Regions from separate parts of the Triticum aestivum genome. Here region 2 is linked to region 1. A link is a contact called in public Hi-C data. All regions are on one chromosome and are shown on one strand. The core of a region is the stretch at or near the end of the contact, and the rest is flanking DNA. Distances in the headings are between cores, read along the strand shown. Region 1 holds the start of LOC123110734 (pentatricopeptide repeat-containing protein At2g31400, chloroplastic). Region 2 holds the start of LOC123110735 (dual specificity protein kinase shkD).

Evidence for each region. Hi-C and Micro-C count contacts between places; a contact is called where the count stands out from the background.
Region 2: a contact with region 1 is called in a Hi-C map of leaf, with 7 times the contacts expected there. The contact joins the promoter of LOC123110735 here to the promoter of LOC123110734 in region 1. A contact is called at or near these places in 3 of 5 Hi-C or Micro-C datasets (all in leaf) and 1 of 1 datasets of contacts at active chromatin or transcription factors (leaf).

What each region holds. Positions count from the first base shown.
Region 1 is chr5B:120,537,058-120,542,168 of IWGSC CS RefSeq v2.1, forward strand. It overlaps LOC123110734 (pentatricopeptide repeat-containing protein At2g31400, chloroplastic), which reads left to right and starts at 2,551. Exons shown (of 5, transcript XM_044531330.1): 1 at 2,551-4,897. The coding sequence starts at 2,982.
Region 2 is chr5B:120,754,025-120,759,166 of IWGSC CS RefSeq v2.1, forward strand. LOC123110735 (dual specificity protein kinase shkD) reads left to right here and starts at 1,688. Exons shown (of 14, transcript XM_044531331.1): 1 at 1,688-1,978; 2 at 2,082-2,859; 3 at 3,468-3,903; 4 at 4,171-4,774. The coding sequence starts at 2,456.

The sequences.
Region 1 (5,111 bases), core at 1,301-3,800:
CGAATTCCGGCGGCTTGGCCGTTGACCCGCCCGCAAAGGTGAAGAAGAAGGCAACCAAGGGTGCAAGGAAGCCATGGTCGGCGTGCACGACGGAGGAGCTCGCCAAGTTGGACGCATAATCGGCAAAGAGGAGGAACCGGAGGGCGGCCGTCAAGGGCAAGACCGCCGTGGCCAAGTTCGCCACCCAGCGCAATGCGGTGGAGGCCGCGCGGCGCAAGGCCGAGGTCGATGAGAAGGATGCCATCGTCAACAAAGCGCACGCGCTCCTAATGCTTGGCATTTGCCGTCCAGCGGGGTTCTCTGGTGCGGCCGCCAGCCCGACAAGCACAGGCTCGTCGGTCGCCAGGCCTCAACATTGCTCGTCGTCGATGTCGCGGACCATGCCTATGTCGCCCGGCTTTCCCCCGCCAAGGGACGATGGTCACACCCGTTTTTCTGGCTCGCCGGACATTAGCGTGATCGTGTCGTCCATCTCGCGCCCCTCGGTCGTCATCGACCTCAACGTCACGCCAGGTTCTAGTAGCGTCGGCCGGCCGGCCGTGGAGATGCAAAGAAAATAAGCACGGACACCGTTTACGGGCACAATGTTGTCGCCCCGCGTCCTGTTCGACGAAATGGCAACACCAACACCAACGGTCGACGACCCATTCTACAACCAGTACATGGAGCAAGTGATCTACGAGTGTGGGCATGGCGTTGCCTACGAACCCGACGAGACCCAAAGTCAGGATGGTCGCGCCCAATACGTTGCGGATGAAGAAGCCCGCGACCATGCGGACTACGACCATGGTGACTCGTGGCATGAAGACGATGCCATCTATTGCGAAGGCGGTGGTGATGAAGAAGATGGCTTTGATATTGACATTTCGGGCGAGCCATTGTTCATCGACGAGTTCACCCAAAGAGCGGAAGCACAAAAGAGGAAGAAGAGCATGCGCACGGGTTCGTATTCACGATACGAGGACAAGTTGATTTGCCAATGTTGGATGGAGATTAGTCAAAATCCGAGGACCGGCGTGCAACAAAAGGGCCTTGTTTTTTGGACGAGAGTCCACAAAACATTCCATGAAAGAAAGATGTTTGAGCCCTACCAAATTACGAGCAACCGTGGTATCACCTCGATTCAAAAGAGGTGGTTGTTCATCCAACAAGAGTGCAACAAGTATTGTGCCGCACTGAGAGCGTTGAAGCACGACCCGTGAGTGGTCTCGGCATTGGGGACTTGGTATGCTCTCCTCATCCTAGTTCTTTTTTTGCTACGACCATGAGACTTCGGCCTTGTATATGCTTGCATGTTCATTTGTTGTTGATCATGTGGTGTAGGCATTTCAATCTTTGGAAGCATTCAAGGCCCGGCACAATGACAAGCCATTCACTCTTACGCATTATTGGACGCTCATCAACAATTGTCCAAAGTTCAAAGATCAATACCGTGAACTTCAAAGAAAGAGAGGCAAGAAGGCGGCCGCGTTTGTCGGAGGTGGAGATGGCGAGGCATTGAAGAGGCCGAGGGGCAAGCCCAACTCCAAGGTGGATGACGTACGTGATGCGTCATCTATGGCCTTGCATGAGACTTTACACGACATGATGTCTCAAGAGGATGTGAGGGACAAGAAGAAGCGACAAAGCAAGGACGAGCAAATGAAGCAATACCTAGAGTTTCAAAGGAAGAAGCTTGAGATGGAGGAGGCGACCAAGAAGAGGAAGATCGACATGGAGGAGGCGGCCCGACAAAAGCAGCTCGACATCGATGCTGCCAATGTCACGGCCAGGCAGAGGCAACTCGAAATCGGGACCACCAATGCCGCAACCAAAGCAAAGGAGGTGGTCCTTGCGATCATGAGCGTGGACTTGACCAAGATGAGCGAGAAGACGAGGAGCTGGTTCGAGGCCTGGCAGAAGGAGATGTTCGATGCCGACGACCTGAACTAGGTCGTCTGATCGGCCGTGACCGTTCTTTTTTGGAGGTTGGCATGGGTGCCAGCCGCTCACTGTGTGCCGGCGAGAAACATATTCATTTTGGAGGCTGGCTGTGTTGCTAGCCGCTGGCTGTGTTGCCGGTGACAAACTATTCTTTCTGTAGGCTGGCTCTGTTACCGGCGAGGACATGTAGACCGTTGGCTGTGTTGTCGGCGAGGACATGTAGACCGCTGACTCTGTTGCCTGCGTGAACTAGGGCTGCTAGGCTGATGAACTAGGGCTTGGTATTTCGAACGTTGTTGTTTGAAAATGGAGGCAGACATGATGGGGCCAAAGGATGCGGCCGCACGACCACGGCATTTCAGGACAGGTCCGGACACGACCCCATTGTCCTACACAAACAGACAGAATCCGCGCAAAACGGACCTCCGTTTGGGGTCGTACGCTGGAGTTGGCCTAATAAGCACAACAACACCAGCTCAGCTGATCCGGACCTAGTCAGCCCCACATGTCACTCGCACAGACCTCCACCCTCTGCCGTTGCAGCTGGGCCACCTCGAATGGCAACCCCACAGGTCATGGACTTTACACCACCAACAAAACCGGTGACGCTTTCCAGTCGAGAAATCTTCCGGAAATAATTCTCTCTTCCTTGCTTGCTCCGGCGTCTTATCTCTTCCCTCCCCCACCCCCGCGCAGCCTGGTGCGATCTTCCTTTCCCAGCCATCCAATCCCCAATTCCGCCTAATCCAATCTTATCACCAAATCATTCGCCACTACTAGCATGCTGCCAGCGCGCGGCGACGCAGTAATCGCCGTCGCCGCACGCGGGAGCGATCTTCTTGTTCCGGCCATATAAATATCCCGACTTCCTCCGAGTTGCCCCTGGTCGCTGTCTCCCGGGATTTGCTTCCGGTCCAGCCTGATTGCGGGGCGAGAGATTGGAGAAGCTGTTGGTTGCGTGGAAGGATTTGGAGGAGTTTGGGAGAGTCTCCGAGGCGGGTTACGTACGGTGCCGGGAGTCCGTGGAGGAAGGAAGGTGATTGCGTTCGGTGGCCGTGATGGCGCCAACGACGCACTTCACGCCGTCGCAGGCGCACGCGGCGGCCGCCTCCCACCACCCCGCGGCGGCGGCGGCGGCGGCCACCGCCACAGCCACTGCCCGGCTGCATGCGTCGGCGTCCGCGTCGGCGCCTGCCGCGGCGGCGGCGCTTTGCCCGCCCTTCCTCGCGGCGGGCTCCCACTCCGTGGCGTGCCCGCCCGTCCAGAACCCGCTATTTAGTGGCCCGGCCACGCCGTGGGCGGTGCAGCCCCAGCGCGCCGCTGCTGGGGCCCTTGGCCCGGAGTTCCGGCGTGCGCGCTCCACCAAGAACATCTCCAAGCGCAACAACCGTGGTGCAGGTGGCCAGGAACGCGGGGCGCGCGCGTCCTCAGCTGCTGCTGGGCGCTGTGTCGACAAGCTGCTCCGCGTTGCCCCTGAAGACCGGCGCGCGCTCGGCGCATCGCTTTCGTCTTTCCGGGGAGAGCTGGTTGGTCCTGATGATTACTGCCATGTCCTTCGGGAGCTCGGCGACAGGGACAAGTCTGCGCTCCGTGCGCTTGAGGTGTTCCACGCTGCACTGCCCCTTGTTGGCAATGGCTCCGTCGATAAGGGCAAGCTTTTGACCGCCGCAATTGGTGCACTCGGCAAGATGGGGCGACCAGACCTCGCAAGAAGAGGTTTTGATGCTGGCATTGCAGGGGGTTATGGCAAAACGGTGTTTGCATACTCAGCGCTCATATCAGCATATGCGAGGAGTGGTCTTGCGACCGAGGCCATGGGGGTGCTTGAGTCGATGAAGGGTGCAGGCTTGCGGCCTACCACAGTTACGTACAATGCGGTGATTGATGCATGCGGGAAAGGGGGTGTTGACCTCAGGTTCACGCTCGGATATTTTCGTCAGATGCTACGGGATGGGCTCTGTCCCGACCGGAAGACTTTCAATTCACTTCTTTCTGCATGTAGCCGCGCAGGGCACTTGGAGGATGCCCGTGCTGTCTTTGATGAAATGATCCATCTTGGCATTGGGCGTGACATTTATACATACAACACATTTATCGATGCAATTTGCAAGTGTGGCAACATCGAGCTTGCTATGCAGGTTCTGCTGGATATGGAAGCGAAAAAGCTGAAGCCAAATGTTGTTACATACAGTACACTGATTGATGGATACTCCAAGCTGGAGAAGTATGAGGGGGCACTCAAGTTGTACGAAAAGATGAAGTCTTTGGGAATTCGATTGGACCGAGTTTGCTACAACACAGTGCTGGCTATTTATGTGAAGACCGGAAAGTATGCCGAAATTGCCATTGTGTGTGACGAGATGGAGGACTCTGGGATTGAGAAGGATACTGTCACTTACAATTCTTTGATTAATGGATATGGAAAGCAGGGACGCTTGGACATCGTCTCTTTCCTCGTCCAAGATATGAGGAGACGCGGGGTAGCTCCTAGTGTACTCACATACTCAACTTTGATTGATATCTATTCAAAGGCAGGAATGCATGGAGATGCATTTAATGTCTATTTAGATTTTAAGGAATCTGGCCTAAAGGCCGATGTTGTTCTGTTCAGCTCTTTCATTGACACATTGGCCAAGAATGGATTGGTAGAGTGGGCATTATCTTTGCTAAATGATATGACCGAGATGGGTATCAAGCCCAATGTGGTTACATATAACACAATAATCGATGCATTTGGCAAGTCTAAGGTACATGCTGAGGAGGATCCTGAAGTTGGGGACATGGGCATTGTTGGGGTTTATAATGGCCAGATCATAAGGGCTGCTAATCCAGTGACAAGAGGACACTCTGCCATTGATGTCCGGATGAGGAGGTCTCAGGAATTATATTTCATTCTGGAATTGTTTCAGAAGATGGTCCAACAGGGTGTAAGGCCAAATGTTGTTACATTTTCTGCGATCCTGAATGCTTGCAGGTACATCTTGATTTCTGTCACTTAAGCCTTTTAATGCCAAATTTCTCTAATTCTTAGTATTCTACCACTGGATGCTTGTCTAGCCATTTTGTTATTAATTTTGTTGTACTAGTTGAAAGTAAAAAAATTAGTGCTGTATTATACTGGAAATTGTTCTCGGTATTCTGCCACTAGATGCTGTCTAGCTATTTAGTTCTAAACTTGTCATGCCAGT
Region 2 (5,142 bases), core at 438-2,937, 220 kb after region 1:
TCCTTCCAGTCGACATTGAGTAGATAGTCAAAATCAGATCATCCCCTTGCCTCGGGGAGGATGTGCTGGCGTGGGAAGCAGAACTGAGTGGTGCGTTCACCGTCTGGAGCGCGTACTAGTTGGTGCTCGATGAACCTCTTCGTCCTTCTTCAATCATAGCAAGCAAGGCATCGAACGGGCGATGAGCCCTCTGGGCTTTATTATGGAGATGAGATCGGTCCCTCCTAAGGAGTGTGTTGCAACTGATTCTCTGCCTACTTGGGTCGGTGAATGAAGAACATCATACATTTGAGGTTTCCAACTTATTCCTTCTCTCTGCGACCGAGTTGGAGGATACTTTTCATGCCCTCTGCAGATGTCCATGAATGGTGGCGCTTTGGCAAGCAATGGTGCAACACTGGAAACTCCGGAGCTTCATCAACTAGTGAACTTAGGGCCTGAATGGTTGCTCCACACCCTTGCTAATCTACCGGAGAGGGGGCAGTTAACATTGGTGATGACATTATGGTGCAACTGGCACATCAGTTGCGCGATTGCGCATCACAAGCAACCATCGGAGGTGGAGGCATCGAAGCGATTCCTATTGAGCTATGTCAAATCGCCGGTGTCCATCAAGAACCACCCTAATGCGGGCCAAGTTAAGGGCAAGATGTCAGTTGGTGTTCCTCTCCCTCAAAGAGTGCTTCCACATGTGGAACAAGGCAACATCCCAGCATTACGCTGAGAATCACCGTCGTCGGTCTGGACTACTTTGAACATTGATGGTTCCTTTTGTGAACGAGAAAACGAGGCAGGTGCATGGATGATCTTGCATGACGAATCTGGGGCGCTCATATTCTTATCCCGTCGAGAGCTGCATCAATACTCCTCGCTCTAGCTACTGCATGCATGGAGGTCTTAGCTCTAGCTATCTAGTGGACGTCGGTGCCTATTGTGGTGCAATCCGACCGCCTTTAGTTGACACACATGATACAAGTTGCCGATGATGATAGATCTTTGCATTCTATGATGGTTCGTGAAATCAACACATATCTTCAGGAAGAAAGATAGCTGGTAATCAAGCACGTTAGGCGAGAGCAGAACTCCATGAGTCATTATTTAGCAAATTCCGGTAGAAAGGAGAAGCACACTGTGGCTTCGACTAGGGCCTGGTGAGGCACATGATTATGTAATGCAGACATGTTTGGTGCTTATCTATAAACTCTTTTTCTCCCTGCCAGAAAAAAGAAAAGAAATATTACAAAATATATGAATTGCTTATCTTAGAAGGGAAAAATTCCGATTTAAGGCAAACCGCAAGTTAATCAGCTTATCTTGTTTTCAACATTATTTTAAAATACACAAATGGTTGACTTTCAATATTGTATGGCTCTTGCGTATCCAATAATAATACACTTATTTATCATATCTTGTCGTGTTTTCTCATCCAAATTGCTTGGCAGAAAATAAGAAACAATAAAATTCTTATGGGTGAGGGAAGAAGGGAAAATTGTATAGCAACAATGTAGTCAATCAACATGAAAGAGATCCACATGCACCCACAAACATGTAGCACAAAAAAGGGAGAGCACATCACGCAGCACAAAACACCAAAGAGGCAGTTAGAAGCCAAACCCTAACCCAATTGTGGCAACGCCAGTGGGAAAGGCCAATGATAAAATGGACCAACCAATTCGCCCATTTCTCCCTGCTCTCTCTAGACAGATGACGCCACAGGTTGGCATTGGCAGCAAGGTAGATGGATAGAGACAAGGACAGCCAGCCCCCCTCCCCTCTACTCTCCTACTGTGTGGATCAAAAGATAGATAAATAAAACAAAGCAGATTGACAAGTAAATGAATTTTTCAGGAAAATTCCAAAGCCCAAATAAAAACTAAGACCGGAGCTTTCCATCATCACCTTGCGCAAGGCCAGCGAGCAGCCGCCGTGTTTTTTATAGCCCGGCTGACCAATCGCCGGAGGAGGAACTCACCACCAGGTCACCTATATCATTTCCTCCCTCCCTCCCTCTTGTACGCTTGCTTCTTTTTTTATCTTCTTCCTCTCCCTCTCGCTGGTTTCTTGATTATTTAATTGTTTAGGTGTTCGCCCATTTGGGTGTGTGTGATGGATGGATAGATAGATTCCAAGTTTCCAACCCCAGCTAGCTGCTACTTGTTTGCTCCAAGCAGAAGCCAAGAACAGCTCCCTCCCAAGGAAGGATCTTTTTCTTTTCCTGGATTTGGCCCGGTTCTGTTCGGGAAATCTTGGGCTGCCGGCGGCTGGATCTCCGGGAGGAGGATTTGATGCCGGTTCTTGCTCCATTTTGAGCCCGAATCATCCTGCCTCGGGACAGGCGACAGGCGAGCGGCCTTTCGAGCTCCCAGGAGCCGCGGAGGGTGAGCGAGGCGGCCTCCGAGCGCTCGGGAAGGCGGCGATGCCGCTGGTTTGATTCTGGTTCACGCTGCTGCTGGGGATGGAATCCAGCGGGGAGGAGCTCCTGAAGAAGATCCGGCAGCTGGAGGTGGGCCAGGCGCAGCTCAAGCAGGAGATGTCCAAGTTCGCGCTGCCACCGACCGGCGGCGGAGGGGAGCGCCGGCGCTCGCAGTCCGTCTCGCCCAGCCGCGGCGCGCCGCCTCATCCTGCGCCGGCGCCGGCGCCCTCGAGGCGGCTCTCCGGGGGACTTGATGGAGGCCCGCGGGGGTGGGGCCGTGGCTCCGCGTCCTTCTCGCACTCGTCGCCGCTGCAGCGGGAAGGCCGTGCCGCGGCCGAAGGCGGCGCCACGGGCGCTGGGCTGGCGGAGCGGCAGTACCGCAGGGTGCTCCAGTCGCTGGGGCAGTCCGTCCACATTCTTGACCTCGATGGAAGGATCATATACTGGTGAGCTTTCTACTTCTTGAATGTTTGCTGACCTGTTTTGTGTGAGCTTGTAAATGCTCGAGGAGCTGCTGCGGTGATAATGATGGCATCGGTTCAACTGTTCTTGTTATACTGCAATGAAGTGACCATGCATCCAATGGGAGTTGTGCTTTTAGTGGCATTTTAACCATGTATGCGTGCGATGATGGAACTTACTACTTGGTGAAATCTGGTATTTTGTCAGAGCTTTGTACAACCCCAGGCTGTACAAGTTACGTATCGTCCATGCTATGTCACAGTTTATATTGATTTGAGGTGAAGCTTTTTTGCATGATTGAAACAGATTGGTAATAGTAAAATAACACAATAAGGTTTCATGGCACTTGTGCCGTTGTTGTTTCAAGAGTTGAGTGATGCACATGGGTCAAAGTTTTGGGTCTTCATTTTTGTGTGAGTCGCATTGCTTATCGATTCAGCAACACAGTTTGATAGTCGTGTACCTACTTCCCACCTGTGCTAAACAAACATCACATTTTTTTTTAGTCTGCAGTTCTGCATGGACTTTTGCTTCTCTTTTGTTCTTGTTAATGCTTTCTTATCACCAAAGCCTTTCATTTGCCATGATGTAGGAATCGGTCTGCAGAGAATCTCTATGGTTATCCTGCATCAGAAGTACTTGGTCAGGATGCACTCATGCTGCTGGTTGATTCCCGTGACCTCAGTGTGGTAAATGATATGTTTCGACGCATTTCTTTGGGTGAGAGTTGGACTGGGAAGTTTCCAGTTAAGAACAAGGCAGGGGATAGGTTTTTAGCTGTTGGCACCAACACTCCATTTTATGATGAGGATGGCAGTTTGGTGGGCATTATTTGTGTTTCAAGTGATTCACGCGCATTGGAGGAGATACTCAGTGGACCTTCAACCTCTGCCAGGTCCCATTCAGAATCATCTAGCCCCTCCTGTTGTGATGGCAGTTGCAGCAACAGTAATCGAAAAACCAGTTTGTTGAACAGAAATCCGTTTGATCCCCAGCAGTCTACTATAGCCTCCAAGATAACAAATTTGGTGAGTTCTGTTACTACTTTATTACTCCCTCCATCCGAAAAAGCTTGTCCCAAGCCTGTCCCTCGAATGGCTGTATCTAGCACTAACTTGGTGGTAGACACATCCATTTGAGGGACAAGTTTTTTCGGACGGATTTTCGGACGGAGGGAGTAATATAAAAAGTAGAAATATGCATGCCATTGAGTAGCAATGAAACATTGTTTCTCTATAGCATGTTTTCTTTATTATTTGCTACTGTATTCCTTTCTGATATTTAGAATAACACAGGCTAACAAGGTTACAAATAAAGTTCGTTCGAGGGTCAAGATGGATGAGAATGGCATGCTACGGGAAGGTGGCAGTGGTGAGAGTCAGTGCTCTGATCGTGATAACAAGGAAGGTCCATCTAGTGGACCAAGTACACCAAGAGGAGATGCACCACATGGCGCCTTCGGCACCGAAGAGAATTCCCCTGGAAAATCAACCAAAACAAATGGTGATGAATCAGAAGCGAAAATAGGTCTCCACAAGATCTTGAGCTCAAAAGCAGAGGCATTGTTGAACAAGAAAGGGATAACATGGCCTTGGAAAGGGCGGGAGAATGACGGGCCTGATTGCAGAAATCAAGTGACCTGGCCATCATTGCATGGTGAGCAAGAGAATGGCCAGAATCATCCGAAAATCTCTGACACTCAAGTGGCCGAATTCAACCAACCTAATAAAAATGAGGCATCAGGTTCCTGGTCTTCTTTCAACAATAACAGCTCAAGTAGTGCAAGCAGCACTGGAAGCACCAATAGTAGTGCTCTATACAAAATAGACCATGAAGCAGACTGTCTGGATTATGAAATCCTGTGGGAAGATCTTGTAATTGGAGAACAAGTAGGCCAAGGTAGCTGCTTCTCCTTTTGTGAATTTTTATGTGTATATATTTTTTATCACATTGAAGTTTCTGTGCTGTTTCATAGTTTCTATCAGCGGTTTTAGAATTGACTATTTGGTTATTGTAATTGGCTTTGTCTGCATGACATTACTTTGGAATAGCTCCTTTCCTGTCCTATTTGTTTTATAGAATCTATGCTTGTTGCATAACCTAGATAATATTACAACTGGATATGTAGTTGGAATAAATAATAATCCATTTTGCCACCAGTTTAGCCAAGCTTTGGTTCTAACTTTATTACAAGTGGGGTTACGTAGCTCACTAGCTCTAACTCCTAATGAGACCTAGAACCTCTGGGCTTTCACATGGGTAGCTTA